Linked DNA regions of Mus musculus: regions 1, 3 and 4 are each linked to region 2. The links are chromatin contacts, called in public HiChIP or PLAC-seq, capture Hi-C and promoter capture Hi-C maps. All regions are on one chromosome and are shown on one strand. The core of a region is the stretch at or near the end of the contact, and the rest is flanking DNA. Distances in the headings are between cores, read along the strand shown.

The links. Promoter capture Hi-C pulls out the DNA fragments that hold promoters and counts their contacts. HiChIP or PLAC-seq counts read pairs in DNA pulled down with a chosen protein or histone mark. Capture Hi-C pulls out chosen DNA fragments and counts their contacts.
Region 1: a promoter capture Hi-C map of liver shows a contact between it and region 2, with 4 times the contacts expected there. The contact joins the enhancer-like site here to the promoter of C1qa in region 2. A contact is called at or near these places in 4 of 39 promoter capture datasets (the 3T3-L1 cell line, embryonic stem cells and liver) and 1 of 115 datasets of contacts at active chromatin or transcription factors (embryonic stem cells).
Region 3: a contact with region 2 is called in a capture Hi-C map of embryonic stem cells, with 3 times the contacts expected there. The contact joins the promoter of Htr1d here to the promoter of C1qa in region 2. A contact is called at or near these places in 4 of 39 promoter capture datasets (HPC-7-derived erythroid cells, embryonic stem cells, hippocampal neurons and 1 more), 2 of 115 datasets of contacts at active chromatin or transcription factors (astrocytes and bone marrow-derived macrophages) and 1 of 9 other capture datasets (embryonic stem cells).
Region 4: an H3K4me3 HiChIP or PLAC-seq map of bone marrow-derived macrophages shows a contact between it and region 2, with 4 times the contacts expected there. The contact joins the enhancer-like site here to the promoter of C1qa in region 2. A contact is called at or near these places in 1 of 484 Hi-C or Micro-C datasets (bone marrow-derived macrophages), 5 of 115 datasets of contacts at active chromatin or transcription factors (bone marrow-derived macrophages, embryonic stem cells, microglia and 1 more) and 3 of 9 other capture datasets (embryonic stem cells, macrophages and pancreatic islet).

The regions. Positions count from the first base shown.
Region 1 is chr4:136,386,097-136,391,826 of GRCm38.p6, forward strand. It overlaps Gm31295 (a long non-coding RNA gene), which reads left to right and starts at 1,394. Exons shown (of 3, transcript XR_390837.3): 1 at 1,394-1,709; 2 at 1,790-1,978; 3 at 2,660-2,897. Within about 2 kb of position 4,210, at least 2 of the 459 cell types and tissues checked have an H3K27ac peak or open chromatin away from gene starts, as enhancers often do. A contact at or near this core is called in liver, where this site is marked.
Region 2 is chr4:136,894,442-136,900,889 of GRCm38.p6, forward strand. C1qa (complement component 1, q subcomponent, alpha polypeptide) reads right to left here and starts at 4,403. Exons shown (of 3, transcript NM_007572.2): 1 at 4,305-4,403; 2 at 3,234-3,403; 3 at 1,475-2,287. The coding sequence starts at 3,396. The coding sequence ends at 1,713.
Region 3 is chr4:136,422,960-136,428,788 of GRCm38.p6, forward strand. Htr1d (5-hydroxytryptamine (serotonin) receptor 1D) reads left to right here and starts at 1,653. Exons shown (of 2, transcript NM_001285484.1): 1 at 1,653-1,791.
Region 4 is chr4:137,372,889-137,378,853 of GRCm38.p6, forward strand. No RefSeq gene overlaps it. Among named protein-coding and RNA genes, the nearest start is that of Gm52681, 11 kb to the right of the region's middle. Within about 2 kb of position 4,028, at least 76 of the 459 cell types and tissues checked have an H3K27ac peak or open chromatin away from gene starts, as enhancers often do. A contact at or near this core is called in bone marrow-derived macrophages, where this site is marked.

The DNA.
Region 1 (5,730 bases), core at 2,960-5,459, 510 kb before region 2:
GGCGCACGCCTTTAATCCTAGCACTCGGGAGGCAGAGGCAGGTGGATTTCTGAGTTCAAGGCCAGCCTGGTCTACAAAGTGAGTTCCAGGACAGCCAGGGCTACACAGAGAAACCCTGTCTCGAAAAAAAACAAAACCAAAACCAAAAACAACAACAACAAAAAGTTGTATTACTTTTGAATGAATGAATGAATGAATGAATTTTGAGCAAGGTTTCTTTGGGTAGCCCTGGCTGTTCTGGAACTTGCCCTGTAAGACAGGCTAGACTTGAACTCAAGAGATAGCACCTGCTTCTGCCTCCCAAGTGTTGGGGCTAAAAGGGGGAAGCCACCAACCTGGCTTAAGTAATTTTTCTAAAAGATTTGTCTTGTTTTTATTTCCTATGGATGGGTGTTTTGTCTACGTCATGTAGCCGACATGTAGACCAGAAGAGGGTGTTGCATCCCCTGGAACTGTAGTTATAGACTATAGTGAGCAGCCATGAGGGTGCTGGAAATCAAACCGCAGTCCTCCAGAAGCATAGTCAGTGCTCTGAGCTGCTGAGCCATCCATCTCTTCAGCCCCCTTCACATTTTTTATTTATATATGGTGATGGTGATGATGGTGATGACGGTGATGATGATGATGATGATAGTTATAGGAAGTATACTCTGTGTGTGTGTGTGTGTGTGTGTGTGTGTGTGTGTGTGTGTGTGTGTGTGTGTAGATCAGAGGACAAGTCTGGGGAGTTTATTCACTCTATCCATTGATACTGAAACTCATCAAGGAGCCTTGGGATGGAGTTGAGGTCATCGGGTTTGTATAGTGAGCGCTTTAACCCGCTGCCCCATCTTACCAGCCCCCAGATGGTCTAATCTTACAATTTCTTTTTCTATTTATTTGTACGTGTGTGTTGGCGCCAGGAGTCAGGTCATGCCATGGCATGTGGGCGGAGTTCAGAGGATAATTTTCAGGACTTGGTAGATTCCCAGAATCTCGACACCTCAGGTCTTCAGCCCTGGCGGCAAATGTTTACCTGCTGAGCCATCTTGCTGGCCCCACAATTGCATTACCTTAAATGCAGAACTTGGACTGAGACTTGCGAGTCTCAGCCTGAAGGCTGGAAGTCTAGACAGTCTTCAACGGTCCCATCTCCCGTCTCCCTGCTAGGGCTGGGCCAGAGAAAGAAATGTTAGAGAAAAATTGCTCTCTAAAGTAGAGGGTTATAAACATGGTGAGGAGATAATTCCCTATGCTGGCAACTCCAAATAGGCAGCTTAAAGGGAGGCCATGGCTGGCACCTCGCTCCAGGAGGCTGGCTATATTGGGTCATGATGACCTTGGCGACGGCAGCTTGGGAATTAGGTTAATTTGCACCTGGGGGGTATTAGCCAATCTGTAATTGTTCCTATGTTCTTCCTTCCTAATTAACTGTAAATGCCTGCAACGGGAGCATGGCTTTCTGCGTCCTTCGTCTCCTCCGGTGCTGCAGCAGTGTAGACAGCTTCCAGGTCAGTCTTTGGAGCACCGTGTTTCTGTGCTAGGAACAGCAGACGCGTCCTCACTAACCGTTGTATGGGTCACACTCTGGAGACAGTTTCCCGGGGAGGCACAAGGCAGCCTGAAACCACAGCGCTGGCTCTCGGCAGACAAGGTGAAATGAAGACAGCTCAGAGCCGGAGACCTTTGAATGTCTCCTCATCTGAGGAAGCCTTGTACTGGGATTCAGGGTGAGCAGAGGGTGGGGGGGTGGGGGTGAGGGAGGTGGGGAGGGGGGACCACTCTGAAAAAAAAGGCTGTTATCTCATAGCAAACAGAATTGGAAGCCAGAGGACAGAATACCAATTTGTCCCTGTGGGAGGACGGATCTTTGAGCGGAGGAGAGCAGTTCCTGAGGAGGAGCGCTGGCTTTAAGACTTGCATCAGCTTCGGGTGGAGTTCCTACCCCTCTCTTCCCCATGAGCTAACCAGAGCTCGCACCTTGAACTGCTCCAGGCAGGTGGGTGCACACAACCCCACCTAACTGTTTAGATAGGTGCTGTGCTGGGATCTGAACTCGGGTCCTCACACTTGTGTAGCAAGCATTTTACTGACTAAGCCTTCTTCTGAGCCCCCAAATCTACATTTTTATCACTTTTTCAAAAATAATCTGTGGTGCTGAAGTTTGAATGCAGAGTCTTATGTATGCTAAGCAAGTGCTCTGCTGGCTGGTGCTCCCTCGTCCTCCTCCTCCTCCTCTTCCTCTTCTTCTCTTCCTCCTCCTCCTCTTCCTCTTCCTCCTCCTCCTCTTCTTCTTCTCCTTCTCTTCCTCCTCCTCCTCCTCTTCCTCCTCCTCCTCCTCCTCCTCCTCCTCCTCTTCTTCCTCCCCCTCTTCCTTCCTCTCTTCTGTTTTTCCCTCTCCACGCCCCCCTTTATGTTTTGAAACATAGTTTTACACTGTGGGCTGGTCTCTAACTCACAGCCATCCTCCTGCCTCAGCTTCCTGATTGCTGGAGCTCTCATAAGGACGATCAAAGCCGGGGCTGGGTCAATGTAAAGTCCCTGAGTCAGCACGGTGAGGTGGGGGGTGGGGGGGCTGCTGGGCTTTGCGTTGGGAGAAGATTAGGATACTTCTCACAGGGGGTTCTTATGAGGGAGCAAGGCTGGCTCCCACCCTCTCCCTTCTGCTTACTGCTTCCAGATGTGAACACTTACTCTGTCCTGACATTCCACGCACCTTCCCCAGAGACCAAATGCAACTAACTCCAAATCTTCGAGCTGAAGAAATCTCTTTTCATCCAGGTGTGCTGCCACACTCCTGTCATCCCAGCACTTGGGAGGCAGAGGCAGGCAGCTGTCTGAGTTAAGGCCACCTTTGTCTACAGAGGGACTTTTAGGACAGTCAGGGCTACACAGAGAAACCTTGTCTTGAAAATCAACAACAATGGGGCTGGAGAGATGGCTCAGTGGTTAAGAGCACCGTCGGCTCAGTGGTTAAGAGCACCGTCTGCTCTTCCAGAGGTCCTGAGTTCAATTCCCAGCAACCACATGGTGGCTCACAACCACCTGTAATAGGATCTGATGCCCTCTTCTGGTGTGTCTGAAGACAGCGACAGTGTATGCACATACATAAAATAATAAATCCTTCAAAAAAAAAAGAAATTGTTGCTTCGTGTATTTTTAATACTGGCAAAAAGCTGGTTAAGGTCCATGGTCTCCTAACAGCCTCAGGCTCCATGCTCCTCAGCTCTAACTCTAGAGTAAGGCCAGCCTGAGTTCAAATCTTGGTTCTACCTGTCTCCTAATTTATTTAAGATTTTTAACATTTCTTTAGGTCTCACCTAATTTGAAAAAAAGATCTGGATGTGGTGACACATGCTCCTAATCCCTGCATTCAGGAGGCTGAGGCAGGAGGATTGCTATAAGTTCTCTGCTTTCAGACAGAAGCTACTTAGGGAACACCCAGAGGGGGCGGCTGAGGCTGGACAGAGGGCAAAAGAGACAGATTTTCTTAAGTGCAGCCAGGCCAGCAGAGGCTGGCAAGCTTGTGCTGCGGGCCGCTGCACTGAAGCCGTTTCCTGCTGCTTCATCCCTAAATGGGACAACAGGGAGAGCTGGAAGTCACCTGTTGCCATCAGCATTTCCTGTGCCAAGCCTAGGGGATACAAGGTTCAGTAAGGACAAGAGGCAGCACTCACTACATCATACCTACCCGGACCCCAGCCCTGCCCCTCTCCCAACCCCGTCCCAAACCTGAAACACCCAAAAACCCCTACTGCTCTAGGCATTTTGCAGGCAATGTACATAAACTCTAACTGCATGCTGCAGAACAGGTGTCATTTCGTTCCCAATTCACAGATGAGGGAACTGTGGGCACAGGGAGAGAAAGGAAGTTGTCCACATGGACAAGGGGCCCAAGCTGAGATCTGAGCCCAGGCGACAGAGCTCCAGGCTCTTGTCCCCTTGGAGTGCTCACAGTCTAATGAGTTTGTATAGGTGACTCGCCTAGGAAAAGCCACCTGGGGGAATCTATGGACAGTTTCCTAACTCCACGCAGGATGTGTTTACCAGGTTTTCACTTCTGGCCCCAGTCTTCCACTTCTACGGGGCTTCCAGCCTCAGCCTTCCCATTCCACCTCCAGTAGAACTGTGAAAGAAGAAACCATCATGTCACCCCTGTAGTCAGTATGCCACGGACACTAACGGAATCCCTGCATACCCATCCTGGACTTTCTCCTCTGGCAAGAGGTGAGGGAGAGAGTTGAGCCAAGCTCTGTAGTGAACACTTCTAATCCCAGCTTTGAGAGGTGGAGCCAGGAGGATCAGGAGTTCAAGGACAGCCAGAATTACCTGAGATCCTGTTTCAAAATGGGGGACGGGGGCTGGCGAGATGGTTCAGTGGTTAAGAGCGCCGAATGCTCTTCCGAAGGTCCCAAGTTCAAATCCCAGCAACCACATGGTGGTTCACAACCATCCATTCGTAACGAAATCTGATGCCCTCTTCTGGAGTATCTAAGGACAGCTACAGTGTACTTACATATAATAAATAAATAAATTTTTTTTAAAAATGGGGGATGGGGGTTGAAGGGATAAGAAAGGAAAGGGGGTGTTTCTAGGGGCTCTGTGCCTTGCTTTGGCTTTATGGCACTGAAGACTGTACCTAGGGTGTTGTGCATTCAAGGTGAGCACTGTATTTCCAGCCCCAAGCAGGGCTTCGAACCTGAGCTTCCTGGCAACTCCAGCCTTAGAGCCAGAAGCAATTCAAGCCCCGTGTCCTCATCCTGTGTCACTGAGTATGACCTGGCTGTGACCAGGTGTCTTACCTAACACTTTGCTTACAAAGCGGACTTTCTATCTATCGATTCTGTGACAGCTCCATAACAAAGATAAATGTGTCCTGCCTGAGAGAGCATTTATAATTTCTGTCTCAGTGGCTCCTCAGAGAGCTGGGCACAAACTCACCAAAAGAGGATGGACAGTGAGAAGCAAGGACTTTGAATATGTATAAGTCTGGGTGCTGGAGAGATGGCTCAGCGATTAAGAGCCCTGGCTGCTCTTCCAGAGGTCCCGAGTTCAATTCCAAGTGCCTTTATGGTGGCTCACAACCATCTGTACTTGGATCTGATGCCCCCTTCTGGCACGCAGGTATGCATGCAGAGAGAGCACTCATACGTAAAATAAATACATCTTTAAAAAAACTAAAGACTACACATAAGCCTTCCACTGGACCCTGACTCTGCCACATATATGCAATACAACCTTAAGGGCGTCACTCGATCTACCCGAGTCTTGGTCACTATCCTTAAGATGAGATGACAGTAACCAGGCTTTTTGGAGTGATCTTGTAAGATATAGTGATCTTGTATAGGAGTGTAGGAAGGTAGAGCCCTGGCCCTGAGCCAGACTGCTTGCTTAGGTCCCTCGTCCACCACAGTGTGTGTGCAAACCACGCGTGTGATATACCTGACTATTCCAGAAGAGGGCTTCCGATCCCTTGGAGCTCAAGTTCCTGGTAGTTGTGAGCCACCCAATGTGGGTGCTGGAAACAGAACCTTGGACCCCTGGTCATACAGTCTCGAACACTAAAGCACTGTTTTACCTCACATGCTCAGGAGACAGACAGGCACACAGTAAGTCCTCAGTAAGATAAGTAGTGGCCCTCACTGAGACTCACCACAGCGCCTACAGTGCCATCCGCAATATTACATGACCACAAAAGCAATGACCACAGTGCCCCGGAGGAAGTGGCCTTCGGAGTGGCACCTGTTGTCT
Region 2 (6,448 bases), core at 3,153-5,652:
TTCCCAGCCTGTGGAGGTGTGCATTCAGGCATGGGGGGAGGGGGGGCTGAGGGATCAAGAAGAAGCCAAGAAGGAACTCTGAGGATCATGTGGTGGCTTGGAGTTGAGGGGGGTCTAATCTCCCTGGAGTGTCTCACCTCCTCCTGACCCCAGAGGCTCTCGGCTGCAGTCACAGGGCATGATGATGTGTGTCCAAATGTACCTGCAGGCCATGTCAGGGATGACTCTGAGACCAGGTGCACCAGCCAGTGAACAGGAGGGGGGAATAGTCCCCGACTGAGCTGTGAGCACATGGGGGTTAGTGTGGGAGGAAACACAGGCTTTCGTATTCTGTGCATGTGGAAATGTGCACATCCATTACAACTGTGCATGTCTGTGTGTGCATGTGTGTGCGCCCATGTGCCTGGATGCATGCGTGTGTTTGGAGACGTGACTAGTGTGTACCTCCAAGGCTGTACATAGTGTTCTGAGAGGAAGTCCCTGAGCCCATGTTCTGGTGAGGAATGGGTGAGCCTCAGCCCACATGGGATCATGGTAAGTCTCAAGGGTAGTGTGTATGTGAGCAGGAGACAGTGTATGTGTGATTGCTGTGAAACTGTGTGTGTATATCTCCATGTGTGATTGTGTTTGAGCCTGGGATTGTGGGAATGCACTTGAGCACCCAAGATCCTCAGTTGTCCCCACCCCACCCCCAGGGCTGCTAAGCAGTCAGGTGACAGCAATCCACTCTCCATGTCTTCCTGGAAACCAACCGCTCAGGAAATTCAGCTCTGGGAAAGACTGCTGGGTGTCCGAGAGAGCCACTTGTTTGCCCTCTCTGAGCTAGGCTGCAGAAGCACCTGTGTGGTTTTGTCCAAGGATAACTGGGAAGACTGGGAGGGTATTGGTCAGCTAGCCTGATTTCAACTGCAGCTCCTTGCCTGAGGTACTGACCTGGGGCTTGATGCCCCCTGCTCCTTAGTCATCTGGGAAGTATGGTTAGAATTCTCACTTAGGAGCTTGCTCAACAAGACTGACCAACACAGAACAACAGACCCCTGTCTCCAGCTTTCACGCCCTGGCCACGGCAGCCCCCTCCCCTCTCCAAACTTCCATTACTGGCACCACTTAGCAGATTTGGAAACTGAGGTCATGTGGTGTGATCTGGCAGCTAGCAGGGGCTGACATCTGGAGCCTGGTTGATATGCCCTCCGCAACCATTGTGTACAGTGCTAACTAACACTGCTTTCCCAGTCAGCCAAGCAGTCAGCGATGGCCACTTTTTTTTTTTTTTTGAGACGGGGTTTCTCTGTATAGCCCTGGCTGTCCTGGAACTCACTTTGTAGACCAGGCTGGTCTCGAACTCAGAAATTCACCTGTCTCTGCCTCCCAAGTGCTGGGATTAAAGGCGTGCATCACCACCGCCCAGCAGCGATGGCCACTTTTATGCCCCTTTCCTGCTCAGTGCCCAGAACAGCCAGCCACTGCACGGAAAGTCACAGACACAGACGGGGATCGTTTATTCCAGAAAGTGCTTAAAGAAACCACTGGGCAGTGTGCAGAAACATCAGTCCTCAGTGCCCTCCCTCCGAGACAGCCCCTCCCCCAGGGTGCTAAAGCCCCAGCCCCTTCACTTTGCAGAGTGCGGAGGGGAGGGGTGCAGGACGGAGGGGGGGGCGTGGTCCACAACAGGGAGCGCAGGAGATGGCAGGATGCAGGGGCAGATCCCCAGCTCAGGCCGAGGGGAAAATGAGGAATCCGCTGAAGATGCTGTCGGCTTCAGTGCCCTGGTAAATGCGACCCTTTGCGGGGTCCTTTTCGATCCACACCTCGTCCCCTCGTCGCAGCTGAAGCACGGTGCCCCCTGCTAACACCTGAAAGAGCCCCTTGTTGTTGGTGTTAGAGAAACTCAGGGAATCCCTGGGCTGGCCCCCGGAGGAAGACTTGATAAACAGACAAAGGTCCCACTTGGAGATCACTTGGAAGTTGAAGTAATAGAAGCCGGGCACTGCACAGATGAAGCGACCCGTGTGGTTCTGGTATGGACTCTCCTGGTTGGTGAGGACCTTGTCAAAGATAACCACGTTGCCAAGCGTCATTGGGTTCTGCCGAATGGCTGAGAAAGCTGGCCGGGGCTGGTCCCTGATATTGCCTGGATTGCCTTTCACGCCCTTCAGTCCTTGGGGGCCGCTGTCCCCCAGGGGACCACTGGGACCTGGGAGCCCCACATTGCCAGGTTTGCCAGGGGGGCCAGATTCCCCTGGGTCTCCTTTAAAACCTCGGATACCAGTCCGGATGCCAGCAGCTCCTGTGTGCAAAGAGAGCGAGCAGATTGGTAGATGTGGAGTGGGGTGGGGCATCGTGGGTAAGAAGTCCAGAGCCTGCCTATCCTCACAGAAAAAGCCTTTGCTTTGAAGAGACCCAGTCTGACTGGCCTGACTGGCTGTGTGGTCTTGGGCAAGCATGTTAACCTCTCTGAGCCTCTGCTTCAACTATAAAACCCAGAGAAGCAAATGCAGCCATGTGACAGACCCTGCATTTTTAGGAAACGTGGGGCTGGCTCTCTGGTTGCTCAGTTGAGTCCAGCCATGGTGCTGTCACCTCGCATGTCTCTAAATCACCAACTCCTTTTTCATATTTAGGACCCTTTGGCACAACTGTGTGCAAATCAGCATGAGGGTCCTTTTGGTCTGCAGGAGACTGGGAGGGTCAGGTTGACAGGTCAGGATGTCTTTTCTTCCGGCTCTGGTCATAACTCCTCCCCTCTCGTCCTCCTCAGGATCATGAATTCTAACAGGGTAGAGTGGACAGGAGAGCAGGGACAAAGTAGAGGGCTGGAAGGACATGCAAGTGACTGTTGATACTGGCTGATCTTTCTCTACGCACCAGGCAGGGCTCTGCCTCGATTTTACGGAGGAGGAAATGGACTCTCAGAGAGCATCCGTAATTTGTTTGAGGTCAACCAACAAGTCAATGGCTCTTGACTCTAGACTCTTGGGCCTCTTTTTTAGACCATCCACATCCATTCTCTGTGTGGCCTAGTCTTTGGAGGAGAAAGGGGAAAGAGGAATGTCAAAGCAGGAAAGAGAAGCTGGGGACAAGGTCCAAGAGAAGGCTAGGCCTTCAGGTTCCGGGGTGAACCGCTCACTGTAGTGACTTCCTGGAACTCAAATGCACCATCGCTTCTCAGGACCCCTAAACCATTGCCTCCAGGATGGTGCGGGACCAGCACCCCAGCCGGAGAGAACGCTTACCTGGCTCCCCTCTCTCTCCTTTGAGACCCGGCCTCCCCGGGCGGCCAGGATTTCCTGGAGCCCCATCCTTCCCGTTGGGTGCTCGGCAGACATCTTCAGCCACTGTCCATACTAGGGTCATGGTCAGCACACAGGCCACCAGCCATCCCTGAGAGGTCTCCATGGTGTCCCTACAGAGACACACAGGGACACTGGGTATGCTGGACACTTGGGATCACATGTCTGTCCCATGATGACATGTTACCATGTTCTACACGCAAGGTTATGTGACCCAGTCTAGGGCCATTCATATCCTCAATGCCTGTCTGGATCACAGGTCCCCGATACTAGCACTAACAATGACTTTGACCCTAACCCCTAGCCCTAGCTAGAACCCTGACCCTTCTTACTCTGCCCTTAACCCTAGCACCCACCCCCTACCCTAATCCTAACCTATAGGCCCTAGCTCTAGGCTTAATCCTGACCCTGACCCTGACCCTGACCTTGACCCTGACCTGACCCTAGCCCTAGCCCCAGCCCTAAACCCCACACTACCTTTTGCTCTGCACCTGTCCAGCATTTGCTCCTATATCCACACAGACCTCCCCGCTCTCTGGACACGCAGGCTCACACACTCCCACGGATGATGGATCTCATTGAACAAATATTTACCAAGTGTCAGCACTGTTTTAATTACAATCTCCGGCCCAGATGGTGAGCTATGCACACTCACAGGCTTTCACAAACATCTGCCTACTCTCCCGCAGCCTCAGCCCCTTTCCACATCCACATGAGGGCTGACTGTCCCTGCAAAGCCCTCTGCTGCTGGGCGCTGACTCCCCCGAGCGCTTTCTGGCTTTCTGTGTTTCTGAGGCATGGAGCATGGTTCTGAGCTACTAGCTCTCACGGTTCCCCAAAGCTCTGGCCAGAGGAGAGGGTCCTTCCACCTGCCTGCTCTGTGTCAGTGTCCCCAGCCTATCCACCCTTGCACTGAACTAGCTTGCAGCAATATTCTTCCCTCTCGCCTCAGTTCTCCAGAGTGGTCCCCCAAGGTTGGTTTCCCAGCCCCCTCTCCCTCAGGCTTGGTCTCACCTGCCTCCGTGGTCCGATCAAACTGGATGCTCCAGCCCTTTGCTGATGGTGGGACACCCGTCAGCAAAGGCGTGTCACCAGGACACTGCCAAGTTTCATATCCTTTCCGACTTCCCCTTCTTGGAATCTACCCCCTGAACTTCCCCAGGGCCAGACACCACACACGGAAATTTTAAGCGGACCTCAGCACGTTTGGGACAGGGGATGTCCTGCCCAGCCACAGTTGTGGGGAGGACTCTGAAGATGGGGGTTGGGGTTCTTCAGGATCCAGAAAAGCACAGAATATCAGGGCAGAAGGACTCTGTCTTCAAACTTGTACCCTGGGGCTTTTTTCATGATTGGGAAAGACACAAGAGCTTAGGGCCAAGTGCTTATAAAATTCAAAGAAGGGACAGGCCACCTGGAACAGAGAGAACAGACCACTGGGAGGCTGAAGGCACATAGCAATGGGTTTCAAGGCTCGATACTCCCTAACAGCCTGTCTTTGGGAAGCTCCAACATCTCTTCGCTCTTGGTTTCTTCCTTACCTTTTTTTTGTTGTTTTTAAAACGATCTATTTATTATGCATACAGCATTCTGCTTGCATATATGCCCACAGGCCAGAAGAGGGCGACAGATCTCATTACAGATGTTTGTGAGCCGCCAGGTGGTTGCTGGGAATTGAACTCAGGACCTCTCGAAAAGCAGCCAGTGCTCTTAACTTCTGAGCCATCTCTTGCTTTCCCCCCCCTTTTTTTCTTTTTCCTTTCATTCTTTCTTTCTTTCTCTTTTCGAGACAGGGTTTCTCTGTGTAGCCCTGGCTGTCCTGGAGCCCACTCTGCAGACCAGGCTGGTCTCGAACTTAGAGATCCACCTGTCTCTGCCTGGGGTTAAAGGCGTACGCCACCACCATCCAGCCTCACTCTTAGATTCTTTATCTGTAACCTGGGATCAAATTCTATCTCAGAAGGTTGTTGTGAAAGTTTAATGTCAGGCAGCTGCAGAACACGGGGCACCTGATAACCACTTATTCACCAAATGTCATCAATATTAAAAAATAGTTTATTTATTGTTTCTCTTTGTATATGCATGTTAGGGTGGGTTTGTGTGCTACGGTGGAGCACGTGTGGAGGTCAGAGGTCAACTTTGAGGAATTGGTTCTCTCCTACCATGGGATCTGAGCTCACATTCTCAGGTTGGTGAAGGGAACACTTTCACTCACTGACCCCAACATCTTTTCCTGAGACAGGTTCTTATATATCCAGGGTTGGCCTGGACATCCTGACCCTCCTGCTTCTACCACCTGAGAGCTGGGATTGAAGGTGTGCTTCCATTATGCTTGCTTTATTCAGAGCTGGCCATTGAACCCAGGGCTTCATAAATCCTAGCCAAGTGTTTGTTGTGGATAGCCCTGGGGCTAATTCTATTTGATGTTAATTCTGTTCTCCTGTGAGTGGCTGTGAACTAGGAATGAGTCAGCACTCAGGTGATTTCCTGTACACCTTCTTCTCACCTTAGTTTGTAAAATAAAGGAGAGCTGCTGGTTGGGCAGATAAAAGGGAAGGTGGAGCAGGAGGTGGAGAGAAAGAAGAAGGAGAAAATGGGAGAGGGAGAGGACGCAGAGGAGGAAGAAGAAGAAAATCAGAGCAGAAGCACATGGCCTGGAGAAACTGCAAGTTCCTAAGGAGTTTCATAGATGGAGAAGATGGTAGTGTAGCCATAGATCTGCCCAATCTAGGCACACAGCATGTGATCATATTAATTGAGCTGTGTTTTCATTGCTGGGACATATTTGGGTTGGAGATTTACTGCAACAAGTGTTCTACCAACTGAGCTATAGCCAAGCCCTTCAAATCAATATTTAAGCAACAACAACATCAGAGCTACAAGGCTGGTGGGTGGCTCAGCTTTAGAGACTCACCTACTAGCATGGATAAGGTCCCAAGTTTCACCTCAGCGCCATTTTTGAAAGATACACACATATATATTTTCAGTTAAAAAAACCAAAAACCTACCATTACATCAAGTATGGTGGCACGTGCCTATAACCCCAGCACTGCTAAGGCAGAGGCTGGAAGATCAAGGACTCAAGGCCACTTCCCTTGAGGCTAGACCAAACTACATAAGGCCATAACAACAGCAACAAAAAGGAGGGCCAGAGAGAT
Region 3 (5,829 bases), core at 403-2,902, 470 kb before region 2:
CATATCTTTCCCCAGGGCTGCTTCAGATAAAAGACACACACACACACACACACACACACACACACACACTCGTGACATGCCACTGTCTACTCTAAAGTATGTAGTTTTCAGCTGCAAGACCTCAGGGTAGGACCTTGGCAGCTGCCATGCTGGGCTGTGTATCAGGACCCTCTGGCCCTCCACAGGGGTTCAGCCAGGACACTAGTAGCACAGCCTATATTAAGGCCACCTATGTTTGGCATTGCTCAATCTCCCCATCTCCAGTGTGGGGAAAGAGCCAAGGGCCTAAAGAGAGGAGAGACGGCTGATTGAGGTGTGGCTGCCCATAACTCCTGTCTATTCATGCCGTGGATTTATTTGCCTGGGATCTGCGCTAAGACAAAAAGAACCTCTGCATTATTAATGACCATTGATCACAGCCTTCCAAAAAAGAGAGACTGAGAGAGATGGAGGCTCCAAGCCAATCACAAATGACAGACCAGGAGAGCAAGGGGTGGGGGCGGAAGGGGAGGGCCAGGTGGGCAGAGAGTTTGGCGCAAATAGAAGGACACGGAAGGACGCTGCAAGCAAGGCGTGGAATAGCTGCTGAGTTCTCAGTGTGCTGGTGTGCCAGATGTCAAACAGCTGTGTGGGTGCTGGTGGGTGTTTCCGGATCTCCCTATGCACTCCCCCCCAAAGGAGACTCAAAGACACAACTTTTACCAGGGATGAAGAGTCGCGGTCACTTCATGATGCTAATAGGGTCAATTCATCAAGAACACATAACCAGTCTACTGGTGGATGCTGGTGATAACAAGACATGAGAATATACAAACAGTAAGGAGACACAGTGGGTGGGCAAGGACACGGAAGGCCAGGTCCACCGGAGCTGTAAGGAACCTGGTCAAGCAGGAGTCTTTGCCCTCCCTGTCTTTGAACTCAGCTCTCTCTCTCTCTCTCTCTCTCTCTCTCTCTCTCTCTCTCTCTCTCTCTCTCTCTCTCTCTTTCTTTTTCTGGCTCTCTACATCCGCAGCCCCTACTAAACGCTGAATAAGGGAGCTGGCGGTCATATCTGCTGCCCCAACTTTGGGATCACTCTGCTTGCCCAGCAGGAAACTGTACTCATTCCACCTCTGGTGTGTGGCCGGGACGCTTCCTACCTCCGGTCTGTCCTGAGAGGCTGCTTTCCCGGTGAGACTTTCTCCCCTCCCCCGCCCTCCCACCGCCTCCGACCACCCTGTCCACTCCCCACCTCCTTTCTTGCTTTATTTTCCTCCTGAAACATCTGTCATCTCATTAAGTACATCGTATCCGCCCCAGTAGAACGTGAGCCCCAAGGGGCGGGGGTTGCACAATGGTTTTAAGCCCAGTGCATAGCCGGTGCAGATATAAAGCAGATCGATAAATACTTGCTAAATTAAAGGTAGGGGGCGGGAGACTCAGCTTGTGAGGAACCCGCGGATGGAGTCTAGGCACGGTCCACTTTCCCCGGACAGTCCATTCCTTCCTACAGGTGGGCCTCCTCCACCCGCATCCCCTGCGTCCTCCTACCGTGGGGTTGGGGCAGGGGCTCCGGGCGGGCCTCCCCTGCTGTGGGCGGGAGGCCGAGTGGGGAGCGAGCCCAGCGGGGGAGGAGCCGGGGAGCAGAGCACGGAGCAGCGGCGGGCGCGGGCAGGAGCCCGGAGCCCGAGCTGCAGGCGCGGAGGGCGGCGGCGCCCGGAGCTCAGCGGGGGTCGTGGAGGAGGCCGGGCTGCAGCCCTCAGGGGTGCGAGGCGCCCACGGCGTTGTTCCGTACCTCCCGGCAGGGAGCTGGTAAGCGCGGGAGCTTGGGGCGTCGCAGCCTCGCGGGGCTGAGCCTAGCCGGGCGGGTCCTGATGGGTCACCTGGCGTCCCGCCTCTGTGCGCCTCTCGGACGGGACAGGAGCGCACGGAAAGACGGTCCCAAAGGACCATCGGGGCCCGAAGGGAGCATCCCGGATGGTTGTCCAAAGCCCTGGATCGTGGGGTGGGTGGAGGGATTCCCCAGGGGAGGCTGCGGGACCCTGGGAGAGCGTCCTCCGTGTCCCGCGCTCTGGGAAGATCCCACTGGACAAGAGTGCCCCCCCACCTCGGCCCGAGGTGAAACGTCTACCCCCAGGTGGCCCCGGTGACGGCCTAGGGAATCGGGGAGCCCTCTACCGGCCAGGTCAGGGGTGACGCCAGTACGGGAGGGGACTTGAAGGAGCGTCCAGTTTGGAGCTCGGGTTTGGAAAGGGCCCTGACTTGCTTGTGACCTTGGGCAGGTCACTGCTTCTCTCTGAGCCTCAGTGTGCACATCTCTCAAATGGAGAGGACGCTTCCCTTCACTGCGGATTGGTGGGAGTGGGTGAGAGACCGTGGATGCCTTTTTATACGCGGTAAAGTTCTCTGCAAATCCTAGCTTTTCGAGCAACATCAGAACTGCAGAGAGCTCAGGGAGATTGGCTTTATTGCAGATGGGAAGAAGGTGGCAAAAATCTTGCCCAAAGTCTCAGTACTTGTAGAATGTAATACTCAACGCCCCCGGCCCGGCCCCCACCCCCACCCCCACCCCCACCTGCTCCCACTCGCTGGGTTTGGGGACCATCAGAGATTAAGATCCTAATACTCTCAGGCTGGCCACATTAGCAAACTAGCCCTGGCTACTTGCTTAGCTGCTTAGTCCTCTGAGCATTGGCTCCCTCCTATATGAAACGAGAGTGACAACGACCACACTCCAGGTTTGCTTTGCAAAATCAAATGGAATCACTGCCTAGTATTACATCTGACCTCAGACAGGAACTCGGCCTTCCTCGCCAGGCTTTGTAGTAGCAACCTCAGATCTCATCTTGGGAATTGCTTTATGGCAGTGGTCCTCAAACTCTGAGTCTCAACCCCTTTGAGACTCGACCGACCTTTTCACGGGGGTGGGGGTGCGGGTTGCCTAAGAGTTCAGAAAACACAGATACTTACATTATGATTTATAAAAGTAGCAAAATTACAATTATGAAGTAGCAACAAAAAAATAATGATTTTATGGTTGAGGGTCACCACCACATGAAGAACTGTGTTGAAGAGCGGCAGCATCAGGAAGGCTGAGAACACCTTATGGTGTTTTCTAGTGGCATTTGTGTTGCAGGTCTGTGCTTTCCTCTACATGCCAGTGACATTGGCTAGACTCTCAGCCCTTCCTATAATGGTCCTTTTATGACAACAGCAAGCTGGCCACTTGGGCAGCTGAGCTTTGATCACTGATATTTCCCAGTTGGTTGGCAGAAAGTGGGCTTTATTCAAGAGACCAGGACTCCATTGGAAGCTGGAGTCCAGGCCAGTAGGTATAAGTGGCAGGGTCTAGGGCCCCCACTCTTCTCTATCCGATGACAGGACCAGGAATATAAAGATGGCTCTTTGCCTTTACTATCTCCCTGATAGAGAGTGGATCTGCTGTGGTCCCTTCTCTCTCTGGATGGATAACGTTTCTTTTTGGCAAGGGTGATATGAACACAGACAGAAATATGTTCTGAGGCTGGCATTCCCAGACCTGAGAGGGAGCCCTCCTTGTTGAGATGGCTCACAGCAGGCCCACAGGGTCCAAGGTCAACATACAGGAAGCCAGATCCAATTTAAGGTGTCCCCATCCCCCTGACTCCCCCTCCACAGTGAACACTGTGGCCACATATTCCTCTTTGTTGGTTTTTTTTGTTTGTTTGTTTTTTGTTTTTTGTTTTTTTTTTTTTTTTTGCAGGCTCATCTTCGTATGCCCAGCACTGGGTGCCCTGCTGCCCTGGGCCCTCCTCCCCGAATGGTAGACCCTCTTTCCCTGGGTGATCTCACCTTCCCTCGGGCTCTCCATACCACCCCTGAGCACATGACTCATAGGTGGATGTCTCCAGCCTAGAGCACTCTTGGGCTGGGAAGCCACCGCTTACCGGGGACACAATGATGAGCTCGACAGAGCTATGTGTTATGTGGGCCCGGTGGGGGTGTGCAATGGAGAGACCGCCAGTAAACAGATAAAGTGGAAAGTATCAGCTTGTGTTAAGGGCCAGAGCAATCTCAGGAGTAGCACCGGAAGGGAGGAGAGTGTTGGTGGGTGAAGTGGTGTGCTGACTGGGGAGGCAGGTAGGAGCTGATGTCAAAGAGGTGATGGTGTCAAGGCAGACAGTTGGGGGACTTGTAGATCTTGGCGAGGCTTTGGAGTTTGTCCTGGATGATCAGGGGCTATTGGAGTACTATACACAGAGTGGAGAAGGCCGGAGTGCTACTCAAACCTATTATCCCAGCACTTGGGACACAGAGGTAGTTGGATCTCGAGTTTGAGGCTAGCCTGGGCTACAAAATAAGACTGTCTCAAAAACAAAAGTGAGAGAGAAAGAGAGAAGGGGGGGGAGAGAACATGGGGAAAGGGAGACTAACATTTATTATTATTATTATTATTATTATTATTATTATTATTATTATTGTAGGGGGTGAGGTCTTGGAGGGGGTCAAACTCAGAGCCTGTGCATGCTAGGCCAGCCCTCTAGCCAGGCCTGGACCCAATGCTGCTGATTTCTTTTGGGTACTTTTGGGTCCTATAAACAGACTTATTCTAGATTGGCTGCAAGTGATGCAGTCTGGAGTGGGTAGGGAGTGGGATTATCTTCAATGAGCTTCTAGCCATAGACAGGAGGAGCCACAAATAGACTTGAAGTCAGGAGATCAAGGAGAGAGATTGGGGGACTAGGAATATAGCTCGGTTGGTAGAGTGCTTGCCTAGCAAGCCTAACAGGGCCCGGTTTGATCCCTAGTGCTGCATACAACGGGCCATGATGGTGCACATCTGTAGTCCCAGCACTCAGGAGGTAGAGACAGGAGTTCAAGATCATTCCTGGCTATATTAGCTACTTGAAAGCCAGCCTGTGCTACATGTGACTCTTCAGAGAGTGGGTGGGAAGGGCTTCCAGAGGAAGTGGCATCTGTAGCAGAGATATTGTGTCTTTAGGCAGACAGAGCAGTCCAATGTAAGACAAACGAATGTCCCAAATATGTGGGGAGAGGGAACAGAACCTGGAAGGGTGGAAGATACAGAGACCAAGGCTATCAATGGTGCTGTTGAGTCATGGTGTGTGTGGGGAGGGACTCTGTTTTCTCCTTTTTATGAGATAACTGGGGGAAACAGCAGAAAGGGGGAAAGCACCAGTTTGGGTGCTGGGCTGGGGGCTCAGCTGCACAGTGCTTGCTTCGAATACATGAAACCCTGGGTTCCACCCCAATCCAGAAAGCATCAAGAGGGGCTGACAGGGTGGCTCAGTGGGCATTGCTGCCAAGCCTGTCGGCCTGGGAACATCATGGTGGAAAGAGGAAGGATACCTCAAGCTGTCCTCTGGCCAAAAGAAAACAAAAACAATACATTTAAGTAAGAAGTTGGTCCTAGTGGTACACACCTGTGAACCCATGCCTCAGGAGGCAGAGGCATGAGGGTGTCCGGTCTGAGGCCAATCGGGGCATGCTTATCTGGCAGGCACAAGGCCCAGGGTTTGGTCAGCAATATGGAGGTCAGCCAAGAGGTAGTCTGAGTGACAGGACTTGACTGAATTTGTTTGTTTCTTTCTTTCTTTGGTTGGTTGGTTGGTTGGTTGGTTTTTTTGGAGACACAATTTCTCTGTGTAGCCCTGGCTGTCCTGGAACTCTCTCTGTAGACCAGGCTGGCCTCAAACTCACCTGCCTTTGCCTCTGCTGAGATTAAAGGTATGCACCACCACTGCCTGACTTTGACTGAGTTTTGAGCTCCTACAGGGAGGGACGTCAGATAGACTCACCACAAGGCATTTAGATTACTAGCGATGAGGGAACAGGTCTAAGAAGGGTAGA
Region 4 (5,965 bases), core at 2,778-5,277, 480 kb after region 2:
ATGGCTCAGCGGGTAAGAGCACCCGAATGCTCTTCCGAAGGTCCGGAGTTCAAATCCCAGCAACCACATGGTGGCTCACAACCATCCATAAGGAGATCTGACCCCCTCTTCTGGAGTGTCTCACATATAATAAATAAATAAATCTTTTTTTTTTTAATTTAAGTCTTAGTAAAGGAGGAGGAAGAGGAAATTTTCACACAATATCTCTCCTCAAAGACTACTTATTCCCTTAAAACGGGGCGTTATTTTATGTGGTGGTGTTTCATTGTATACTTGACAGAATCTGGAATTCTTGGCATAGCGATGAGGGAGGGCGCATCTAGATCAAGGGATTTCTGTAGGGGATTATCTTGATCAGGTTAATTAGTGTGGGAAGATTCACCTTAACTGTGGGCCGGATGCTGTCTGTGTAGGGGGATCCTGGACTGTGTAAGAGAGAGCGAGCTGAGCGGCAGTGTGCATTTATCCTGCTGGGTTTCCTGGTGGCGGTTTTGACGGGACCAGCTGCTTCAACCTTGACTTCCCCACCATAATGGGCTGTACTCTGAATAGAAAGCTAGAACAAATCTTTTCTCTTAAGTTGCCATTAAGGTTTTTATTACATTTATTAACTTATTCATATGAGTGTGCATTTGTACCATGTTGCTCACCTCTCTCTTTCCATCCCGAGAGTCCAGGCCATCGGGCTTGGTACCGATGAGCTATCTCGCAGGCCCTCCTAAGTTGCTTACATCAGAGACTTTGATTGTAGCCACAGGAACAGAAACCAAGTCACCATGTGTCTATATTCTAGCGCCTAGACAAGTCCCAGAAACACAGGAGTCTTGCACAGACATCAGCAAGATGAGTGCTACTCCACGCCCAAGCAGAAAGCCAGCCTCAAGTGAAGCCAGGCTTGCAGCAGATCTTCAGGCCCAAAAGTCATGGTGGCCACCAGGGCAGAAAGGTTTCTCTAGAGTGAGGAAGTAGCTACTGTCCACTCTGCCGGCCACAGCCACGGCTGTGTCGGCTGCTGACCAGACAGAAGACAGGAAGACAAGGCTGATCTGCATTGTGGGCAGGGCAGGGCAGGGCAGGGCAGGACAGGCAAGCAGGCTTCAGAGCAAGTCCCGCACAGGAAGACAAGCAGAACAAAGGGATTGGAAATGTAACAAGAGCAAATGTGACATGGCGCTACCTAGGCTGGCTCACCTCTGGTGACCCTGCTTTCTGCCCTTCTCACTCAGAGAAACTTAACTGCTCCTAGTTTTAAAATCTAAGGCCGGGACTGATCCTGTTGGGCAGTTAGAGCTCAGCCACCAGGGAAGCCAGGGCTCCTGTTTCCTGAGTGTTCACCCTCTTTCCTCAAAGGCAAGATTCCTAAGAACTAAACTGATCTGTTGCCACGGGACAGTTTCTGTTTTGTTTTGCTTGAGTCAGGGGTTTTCAGTTAGCCCTACTTGACCTTGAAGTTGCCTGTCTCTGCCTCTATAGAATTGGGATTTCCTGTGTATGAGCCACCAGTATCCATTATGATACTGTTTGTAAAGGGCCAAACTTTACTTGGGAGGCCGAGGCAGGAGGATTCCTGCAAGTTTGAGGTTAGCCTACTTTACATTAGGTATTCTAGAACAGGTAGGGTTGCATAATGAGACCTTTTCAAACACACACACACACACACACACAGACACACACATACACACACACACACAGACACACACACACACACAGACACACAGACACACACACACAGACACACACACACACAGACACACACACAGACACACACACACAGACACACACACACACACACACACACACAGACACACACACACACAGACACACACACACACACAGACACACACACACAGACACAGACACACACATAGACACACAGACACACACACACAGACACACACACACAGACACACACACACACAGACACACACACACACAGACGCACACACACAGACACACAGACACACACAGACACACACAGACACAGACACACACACACACATACACACACACAGACACACACACACAGACACATACACACACACAGACACACACACACACAGACACATACACACACACAGACACACACACACACACAGACACACACAGACACACACACACACAGACACACACACACAGACACACACAGACACACACACACACAGACACACACATACACACACAGACACACACACAGACACACACACACACAGACACACACACACAGACACACACACACACAGACACACACACAGACACACACACACACACAGACACACACACACACACACAGACACACAGACACACAGACACACACACACACACAGGGTGAGGTGGGAGTAAGGTCTTAATATTTCCAGGGTGAGGTGGGAGTAAGGTCTTAATATTTCCAGGGCACTGGAAATGAGCTACTAATGGTTACAGAAGGTTCCGTTCATACCAAAAACAGAAAATCATGAGCTCCAAGTTAACAGGAGTCAGCTGGAGAAACAAGCAGCAAACACCCAGGACAAGCAGCGGGCTCACTGTCCCAACAAGAGGACAAAGGGACTCTCAGCATTCAGTCCCAAGTTTCCTTAGCTAAGAAAGCAGCCCAGCCACACAGTCACAGCCTGGGGAATGTTTATCGCAACCTTCAAAGCCAAGCTCCAAGAAGACAGCGGCTCAGATTTCTCATAGCCACGGTAGGATCTTGCGTCAAAGGGAGCCTTTGGTGTACCTCTCTGGAGCAGAGGCACGGCAAGCTGAAACAAGCGTTTGTCAGAGATTCTGACTCCAGGGCAACATCTTGGACACCTGAGCTCTGAGCACTGAGGCAGCAGCTTAGAGACGCCTCTGTGCCAGCATTTCCACCATCTCTTCCCTTGCTGTCGGGTCTCAGCCACTGTTCAGCAGATTACAGGAGATCACTAAGGACAGTCCCAGGCCCGGCTGCAGAACCACAGTAGACCATCCTGAGGATGGGAGATGTGGATTTTGGGACCGGGGGGGTGGGGGGGGGTGGGGGGTGCGGGTATGACTTCCTTGTCATGGTCTCAAAATCCTCAACAGTCTTCGTCAAGGCTCTCGGGTAGAACCTGGACCTGGGAAGCCAGCATCAGGACGACTTCTGACTCTTCAGCCACCTTGTCATTTGGCCATGACCTCATTTGACCATCTGGACTGCTCTTATTTCTTGAGTCTCCATCCTAGAACTGGGGCAGGGGTAGGGGTAGGGCGGGGGGTGGGGGATGCATTTCAGATTCCAAAGCACAGAGCACAGAGCAGAGCAAAGTGGAGGTCAACAAGAGCAGACCAGAAGGGCTGCTGAGCCACCCTCCTCTCTTGGATCTGTACCCCGGCCTGATGGGGTTTATTCATAAAGCCACCACAAAGTCTATTTTTATTTCGCTGCTTGCTGAATCATTAGAGGCAGTTGAGAAAATGTGTTAATCCTGGCTGAGAGCTGGAGGTTTTTAAAGTGCAAAGGAAGACGAACGATGACCTTTTTGTTAGTTTGTTTGTAGCCAGGGTCTCATTAAAGAGAGGCACATTTGCCACTGTGCCTCCCTTAAGAATCCTGGCCTTGCTAGCAACTTGTACCCATTTCTCCCTCCTACTATGCTAAGTTTAACACTAGGTTAAGGGAAAAAAAAAAAACCTAACAAAACAAAAAACCACCCCACATGGATAGAAGTATGAAAATCAAAGCCAGAAATTGTGGCACACACTTTTGATCCCAGTACTCAGAGGCAGAGGTAGAGGCAAGTGGTGGATCTCTGAGTTCGAGGCCAGCTTGAGCTACAGAGGAAGTTCCAGAACAGTCATATCTACATACAGAAAGTGTCTCAAAAAACAAAACAAAAAGATGTGTGTGTGTGTGTGTGTGTGTGTGTGTGTATACACATGCACGTGAGACACTGCAAATTTGTGTGCAAACCCAAAAAGGCCAGAAGAGGGCATCATATCTCCTGTCTCAGATAGTTGTAGGCAAGGGTACTAGGCATTCTCTTAACTCTGAGCCAACTCTCCATCCTGATCTTGAACTTCTCTGATCCTGCCCCAAGCTCCTGTGGAGCTCAGAGCTTCCTGTACTAGGCCAGCACTCACTCCCTTAGCCTCCCTCCCATCTCCTTCCCCAAGCCCTTGTAAGGGAACATTGTTGGCCAGGTCTGAGATAACGTGATGAAAGGAGGAAATGTTCTATTCACTTACATCCACTTACATCTACTTGGCTGTTCTTTGTTCTTGTTTTAACTGTTCTCCAGCTGTTTTGTGCTGGAAGAACGGCAAGAGCTTATAATAAACAAATCAATCAGTCAGTCAATCAACAAACCCCTGCCATTGAGACCATCCGGATGTTTCAGAGGTACAGGTGCTCGCCACCAAGCCTGACAATTGGACCCACATGGTGGAAGAAGAGAACTAACTCCCATTAAGTGGTCCTCTGATTTCCACACACAAACTGTGACACCCCCATGTGTGTGAGCATGCACACACACACAACAACACATACATACACACACACACACACACACACACACCACACACACATACATAAATACGGTTTTAAAAAGCATAGCTTCTATAGTGATGCTGTTTTTCAAATCATGTCTTTCATTCACATGGCCCCAATGAACTACCCACTCCCTAATCTTCATAGCAGGAATGCTGGCATTTAAAATTCCTTCTCCCTCAGACAGTTGCTCAGGTTTGTTTCCTAGGCAACAATTGACACAGTCAAAAATCATTAACAGTGGCTAGGCCTGGTGGCCCACGCTGATGGCCCTGGCCTTTGGAGGACAGAGGGAGGAGATCAAGGCCATCCTCTGCTACACAGGCCAGCCTTTGCTACAAGGGACCCTGTGTCCAAAACAAACTGGCCAGCCATGGTAATCCCTAGTGGATCTCTGTGAGTTTAAAGCCAGTCTGGCCTGCACATGAATTCCAAGTCAGGTAGGACTACACAGTGAGACTCTGTCTCACTGTCATAGTTTCTCATTTGGTGCTGTGACGAAAGATTCAATTTTTAAGGCTGGGCATGGTGGGGTACACCTTAAATCTCAACACTCAGGATAGAGGCAGAAGATAGATCTCTATTAGTTCAAGGCCAGCCTGGACTACAAAGCTCAGAATAGACGGGCTGTTTCATGGTCAAGGGTTGTCAGGGTCCTGGTGTCTCTTCATAGCAATACAACCCTAAGATAGGCAGTCAATGCTCTTAAACACTGAGTCATCTCTCCAACTCCATATGATGAAATAATCTGATAGGAGCTGGAGAGATGGCTCATCGGTTAAGAGCACTGACTGCTCCTCCAGAGGTCCTGAGTTCAAATCCCAGCATCCACATGGTAGCTCACAACCATCTGTAATGAGATCAGATGCCCTCCTCTGAAGGCAGCTCCAGTGTACTCCTATACATGAAATAATTCTTTTTTAAAAAAGTAAGCCTTAAAAAATATTCTGATGAAAGCAACTTAAGGAGAACCATGTTCTGGCTTGTGGTTCAAGGGTCCATCCATCACTGTGTGTAAGTGGAGGCTGCAGGAGCATGAAGCAGATGGTGACATCTTAGTCACAATCAGAAAAAGAGCAGTGAATGCAGGCTGTCCAGAATTCCAGACAGAGGACAGTGCTGTCCATTGTGTCCATCTTCCTACCTCTATTAAGGCAATGAAAATAATCCCCACTGACATGCTCAGAGACTCACCTCCCAGGTGACCCTAGATTCTGTCAAGCTGACACTTAACATTAACCATCATAGTTACTAATACTCACTACCTGTCCTGCATTAAGTACTTTTTTAAAAAAAGATTTACTTATTTATTATATGTAAGTACACTGTAGCTGTCTTTAGACACACCAGAAGAGGGTGTCAGGTCTCACTGTGGATGGTTGTGAGCCACCATGTGGTTGCTGGGACTTGAACTCAGGACCTTCAGAAGAGCAGTCAGTGCTCTCACCCACTGAGCCATCTCTCCAGCCCATT